Regions from separate parts of the Rattus norvegicus genome. Here region 2 is linked to region 1. A link is a contact called in public Hi-C data. All regions are on one chromosome and are shown on one strand. The core of a region is the stretch at or near the end of the contact, and the rest is flanking DNA. Distances in the headings are between cores, read along the strand shown. Region 1 overlaps Psap (prosaposin). Region 2 overlaps Cdh23 (cadherin-related 23).

What was found. A called contact is a pair of places that touch in the nucleus more often than the background predicts.
Region 2: a Hi-C map of Schwann cells shows a contact between it and region 1, with 3 times the contacts expected there. The contact joins two enhancer-like sites. A contact is called at or near these places in 12 of 12 Hi-C or Micro-C datasets (the A7r5 cell line, the Rat2 cell line, Schwann cells and 7 more) and 1 of 1 datasets of contacts at active chromatin or transcription factors (oligodendrocytes).

Annotation. Positions count from the first base shown.
Region 1 is chr20:28,777,099-28,780,330 of GRCr8, reverse strand. It overlaps Psap (prosaposin), which reads right to left. Exons shown (of 14, transcript NM_013013.2): 8 at 1,083-1,214. Among named protein-coding and RNA genes, the nearest start is that of Psap, 22 kb to the right of the region's middle. Within about 2 kb of position 1,275, at least 28 of the 93 cell types and tissues checked have an H3K27ac peak or open chromatin away from gene starts, as enhancers often do. A contact at or near this core is called in Schwann cells, where this site is marked.
Region 2 is chr20:28,880,005-28,883,172 of GRCr8, reverse strand. It overlaps Cdh23 (cadherin-related 23), which reads left to right. Exons shown (of 68, transcript NM_053644.2): 27 at 772-920. C20h10orf105 (similar to human chromosome 10 open reading frame 105) reads right to left here. Exons shown (of 2, transcript NM_001399673.1): 2 at 3,053-3,168. Among named protein-coding and RNA genes, the nearest start is that of C20h10orf105, 5.1 kb to the right of the region's middle. Within about 2 kb of position 1,457, at least 53 of the 93 cell types and tissues checked have an H3K27ac peak or open chromatin away from gene starts, as enhancers often do. A contact at or near this core is called in Schwann cells, where this site is marked.

The DNA.
Region 1 (3,232 bases), core at 26-2,525:
AAGAGTCTTCCATCCAAGGCCACTGCCTTGTAAATGCAAGGTGAGGGCAGCTTCCTCAGTGCCAAGGTGCAATCCCTGATCTACATGGCGGGAAGCCCGCCCCTTTCCTTCACCTTCTACAGTCCCTATACACCCAAAACCACCCTAGTCCCATACTGCATCAAGTGTTGACACAGCTGTCCCCTGGGCTTTTCACACTTTGCCACCCTGTGATCACGTAGATGGCAGGCGGTGTATCTACCTTTCGAGGACTCAGTCCTGAAATCTCACTGCACCTGAAACTATTGCTTGGAGTCCACCCCGAGCAATGTGGTTCTGGAGGAAACCTCCATACCTATGTCTCCTGTCTCTGCTGTCTTAGGAAGACCAGAACCTCTAATCCTAACGACTCTGCCTTCTCCCCATCTGGTGTTCACGGAGAGAACAAACTCTCTTACTCCATCAGAAGCCTTACCCTTTCATGCTGCTATGCACTGAGGACAAGGGAAACAGAACAGGATGGCTGATGGCCAGAAGCCATGGGTGTCCTAGAACCAGAGTAGTGTGTCCAGGAGATGGAACAGAAGAAAGCTGGTGGCCAGACACCATGAGCATTCTTGAACCAGAAGAATGCACATAGCTTTCTTTGTGTGAAGGCTTCAGGTCCTGAACAGACACTTATATCCCAGGAACACAGGGATACCAGAATACTACCTGACCCAAGTATATTCAATGGAGATCCATTATGGAATAGGTAGCATACCCTAGCCAAGGAAGGCTCTAAGGACACAGTACTGCCTATGTACACCCACACAGGCATGTGTACACAGCCTCAGCATGTGTTCTGGGAGCCTCCAGTCTGTGCTGTGGCTCTGAGAGACAAGACCCAGGAAGCACATGTGGAGCCTGGAGCTGGCAGGGTCTGTTGAAGAATAAGCGTTCCCCAAAAGCATGGGGCTGGGAACTAGATTATGGGCACTCAGAACTGCTCCAGGTCTCAGCTTGAAATACATTCCAAAGGCAGGCAGGGCCCAGAGAGGACGTGACAACACGGAAGGGGAGGGTATCAGTTCCAGTCAGCAGAGAACAGCAACAGAAGGTACCTCATAGGGGTCCGTCAGCTCCAGGGCAGGGAGGATATTCTTGATGGCCTCAGTGGCGGGGACCAGAGTCCTCATTGGCACTCTCTTGACCTCATCACAGAAGCCAACCATCACACAGATTTCCTTGGGTTGCTGAGGAAAGCACAGCCTCTGTTAGCCTGTGTGCTGCCCTCAAACCCTGTGGGCAGCACACTAAGGTCCTCGGGTAAAGCTCACTCTTCCCACTCAGGCTGGCTGAGCTCTCGGACTCAAGCCAAAGAGCTCCAACTAAATCAAGATCAGCACACGTATGCCCCCTCAGGCAGCCTCTGGTACTGTCAGGGCCACCGTAGCATGGCTCACTGTCAGAAGTAAGCTCTCTGGATGGGGACTACATGGCCCGTGATCTCACCGAAAGCCCAACGTGACCATGTCAGAATCAAAACCACGTGGGCACACAGCCCTGTTTTAAAATGGTACACTAAGGGGGAAGAAAGGCCGCTTTCCCTAAAGTCATGTTCTGTGTTCACAACTGTACACAGCACATGTGAGAGCCCAGGACCCGAGCTCACGAGGCACCTCATCACAAGGGCTTCACACAGATCCCCTCTTCTGACCATCACACTGTGAAAGCCAAGAGCAAGCCCCGTCCGCAGACCCTGAGTACTGTGTGAACCAACTGCAGCCAGCCCTCAGCTGAACCCAGCACGGGAGCAGGGATGCTGAGAACAAGACCACGAACAGCTGAGGGCAGATGTCCTAAACTCTGTCTTTAACGCATCTTAAGATTGGGAGATAGATGTCAGAGCGAGAATAAAGGTATAAAACCTTTTTTTTTTGGGGGGGGGGGGGGAAGACTCAGGGGGCCTATCTCTCTGAAGCACAGCATAAGTGAAAATTCAGGCATTTCCATCTAAGTCCGCCCCTGTGAGATTCAAATGCCTCCCAGCATCTAGAACTCAAGCCTGAGAGCCTGGATGCAGGACTCAGAACAGATCCGCAGGGGCAATGGCTCGGCCAGTGTGAACACTGATTCCCACAGCATGCCATCCATGAGGCTCTAGGTGCCCCAAGACCCATCCTCTAAAGGTAGAAGCCACAGCTGAGAGGCCGTGTACAAGGCTCTCCATCCAGTAGGCCAGGGACTATCTGCACCTAGTTGGCTCATGCAGAAGCACTGGGTTAGGGGAACAGCACTAAGTCATGCAATGCCACGCACTGTGAGAGATACAAGGTGTTCTGCCAGGGGTCTGGCCTTCACTCAAGGAAGCTAAGATCCCGCCACCACCACCCTGGTGACAGGTGAGTGCTATGTGGTAGCTACACCTGAAGTGCTCAACCTGAGGGAAAGGACATATGGAGAGACCCTTCACGGTACCCGTCAGAGCTCACCAGACCAGACCAAAAATAAAAAAATAAAAGCAAAAACAAAACAAAACAAAATAACAAAAAAAAAAAAAAAAAAGAGGAAGAGCCGACAACTAGAAGCAGCAGACCACTACCACAAGCGAATTCTGTCACATACCTGATCCTGCTGTTGAACAAAAAAAACAGGAAATCGGAGGAGACAATAAGAAAAAGGAAAGGACACAGCAGTTAAGAGAAATTAAAACAACCATCAAGCAGTTAACCTGACCCAGGGATGTCATCTCAGTTAAGGACAACAGCAGCCTGGCCTGGCAGTGAGATGTGGATGGGGCCTAGAGCTAGTCCAGCCCTGAAGGGACAGGCATGCACTGTAGCAGCATGCTGGAAACTGTCCTCATGAAGGGCCTCTACACCCAGAGCTGATCAGAGCTTTCTGGCCTTCCTAAGGGCTACACAGAGCAAACTCCAGCCTCAGGACAGCTGCCGGGCTTTGGCTGGGGAATTCCAGCTTCAGTTATCCTAAGTGACAAACAGGGTGGCTGTAAGAATGCTATCACCCCCGAAGGCAGTCACAAAGGTCATAAAAATGGTCATATGAAATATCTTCTATCCACATTTTGGCTTAATATGTAGCCACATGCAAGGGTAATAACCAGCTGGGTGTGGTCGTTTAATCCCAGCATTGGGGGGTACAGGCAGGCACAACCAGGAAAAACTAGAAAATGAGACCAATGTTTTTAGGGGAAAAGGCAAGTATTTCCCCTTTTATAAAAAAGGCATTTGTCTCAGGTGGCATATAAAAT
Region 2 (3,168 bases), core at 208-2,707, 100 kb before region 1:
ACCTGTGTGGGTCCTGGGCTCGCTGGGACAAATTAAGGCAACTTTGGTGGCATTAAAGGACCTTCTCTAGAACCAGAGATACCAACTGCCCCTCCCAGCTCAGCCGTGCCCGCCTGGCTCTGTCCTGCTCTGCAGAAGTCACTGCCTTTGAGGGGTATGGCATAAAAAAGCACAGATGTGGCACCTCTGGTTCTAGGTATTAGCAGAGCCATTTCCTCCACAGCCTCGGGGAAGAACGGCCCCACCTCACCTGACCTTCTCTTCAGTGGTGGTGGTTTTTTGAGACAGACGGCACTCAGATAACTGGTTCCTAATAATCCTCCTGCCTTAGCCTCCCATGAGGCACACGCTGTGATCCGAGTACAGTGTCTTCTTCTAAGTCACTTAATCACTGGTTAAATGGGTAGGAGGGCTGACCTCCCTTCAAGATCTTCGACTTAATTGTGTCTCCAAAGCCCCTTTTATGAAATGAATCGTGCGCATAAGCTCTGAAGATTCAACCGCTCACCCCGCCTTCTTTAGGGCCTTGGTTAGCTCAGCTGTGTGTTGGGAAGGAGAATCCTGCCTGGTTCCCTAGGTTGTTGTGAGGGCTGAATGAACCAGATAAGTCACTGCCAGGAGGTGGCATGATGTCAGCCCTGGGGTATCGTTAGTGTTGATCTCGAAGGGCGGTGAGCCGCCATCCCTTGAGGCTGGTGTAGGACAGTGTAACTCTGACTGATGGCCTGGAGGACATAGCTTCTAATGCCTGTTCTCCCTCACCTCCCACAGACAATGGCCCTGTAGGCAAGCGGCGCACAGGTACGGCCACCGTGTTTGTCACAGTTCTGGATGTGAACGACAACCGGCCCATCTTCCTGCAAAGCAGCTATGAGGCCAGTGTCCCAGAAGACATCCCCGAGGGCCACAGCATTGTGCAGGTAGGTGGCAGGCTAGCACCAGACAGGGCTCCGCTCACCCCTGAGGGCACTGGCTCAGTAGCTTCACGACATAAGTGGTGGGGGCAGCAGGGGTCCAAGGCGGGCTGGAAGTGGCTTGCGCATCAAGAAAAATGACCCTTTCTCCCTTTTGGAAAGAGTGGGCCCCAGTCTGTGTTAGCTGAGGACAGAGCCCTGGCTCACCTTGCTCTCCTCCAGAGCCTTTCAAAGCAGTGGGGAGAGAGAAGTAAGTCTTTCCTGGAAAGGAATCAAGGAGAGGGAGAGCCAGGGCTCAGCAAGGCCAGAACAGAGCGGCTTTCACGGCTTCTTGGCTAGGCTTCCCTCTTGGAAGAAAGCAGGCAGAAGAAAGGGCTCCTTGGCTAAAAGGCCCAGAGGGAGGAGGACCCTGAAAACAAAAACAAAGCACTCTCTCTCTCTCTCTCTCTCTCTCTCTCTCTCTCTCTCTCTCTCTCGGAGGGGGGCTCTCAGTTGCTAGGCAGGAAGACAGGGAATGAATGGCCTTTTTCACCAGCTTCAATGTTTCGACTCACTCCAAGGGTGAGTGAACTCAGCAAAGTTGGGCCTGCCACTGTGGTCTGTTTCCTAGCTCAGGAGGGGAAAGAGAAGGAAGAGTAGGAAGGAGAGTGCGTCTGCCTCCCTGTGTGAGGCACTGTGAATTGTCAGGAGAGGCTCAGAAAGCAGACTAGAGTCCAGGAAGGCCAGAGGCATGCACGAGTCCAGCAGCTGTGTGCAGAGGGAGGGAGGAAATGGGTCCCTTCCTCTGACCTTAGCTATGAAAGAGTTAGAGCCCCCACCACCACCATGGGGCAGTAGGGCCCCATTCTTGCTTACTACCTGCCCCCCTCAGCTCACGGATAGGCACCCCCAGAAACCATAGACCACCCAAAATAAGGGCATCATAGCAGGTCATGAGTGAGCCTCATTGCTACATTTAGCCTAAAATGTTTCAGGGAGTTGGAGCAAAGTTGTTCAAAGATGGTTCGGGGAAGAAGCTGGTTTTCTTCCCGGCCCTGAAATGCTGCTTTCTATGCATTTGGGTCCATATCCTGGAGTCCCTGGGTGACATGAGGCTTCCCTACTCTCCTCACTTCTCAGACGTTCAGAGTCTCAGGACACTTTCTCCCAGGCCGTATAGGTGCTCTGAAAAAATGCCCCCTCCCTCTCTGAGGTCACAAGGATGCAGGAACAAGGCACAGTGACCCTACCTGCATAGCGTGCTTGGAGAGCCACCTTCCTTTAGGGCTGCCACAGGGGACACTGGGAAATCAGTGTGGGTCAAGTTCACACCCGATACCTGCTGCCTCAGTGAGTGGGGTACAGTGAGTGCTGGGACAAGATCTGGCTCCCTGTGCTCTCAGGGTTATAGGAAAGAACAGACAAGACCGTGCCTGCTGCTGGCCTCCCCGATACAGAGGAGACACAAGAGCAACCCAGGAGGGAGGGCAGTTCTATTGGAAAACAAAGAAGGCTTCGTACCAGTAAAGCATAAACCATGAACGGGGAGGACAGGACAGAATCATTCATTTGCCTGGTGTCTGGTCAGGATGAGGCTCAAAATATAAATTACAGCTAGTGCCAGATCCTGCTGCACACCACGGAGTGGGTATATCCGTGGACACGGGAGACAGTTAAGGCTCTGGATCAGGTAACAGCAAAACCAGAGATTAGTCCTCGGGAAGACTTGGGTGGCTTTACTATGGGTGGGGCAGGCAACTCTGTGATGGGCTCCTGGATCATTTGACTCTGAGACAGGAGCTAAGCACCTCAGGTTCCCTCTGTCCCATCTTCAAGCCTAAGATGCCGGCCTTGGCCGGAGAGGGTGAGAGAGAGAAGGGATTCCCAGCAGCCCACTGGAGTGAGTCTGCTTTAGCCTGTCGCTCAATGAAGTCCTTGCCACAGCACAGAGAGCACAGCTAGTGCCATCCAGCCTTGATCCTCCAGCTGTCCTGGGAGGTCTGGTCCAAGCTATCAGAGAGGAGGCCACCTCTTTCCCAGAGAGACATGCTACCACTGCCATACATCCTCTGAGTCCAGGTGGCATTGCCTCTGCCGCTGACTGTGGCCTCCTAGAGCAGTGATACATCCTCCACCTAGCCTTGGACAACACAGCCTGGTTTTTTGTTTGTCTGATTTGTTGTGATTTTATTTGAATTGTGATCCCATGTTCAGCTCAGGCTGCCTCAGACAATCCTCCTACCTCGGCCCGTTGCATGCTGGGATTACAAGTGCG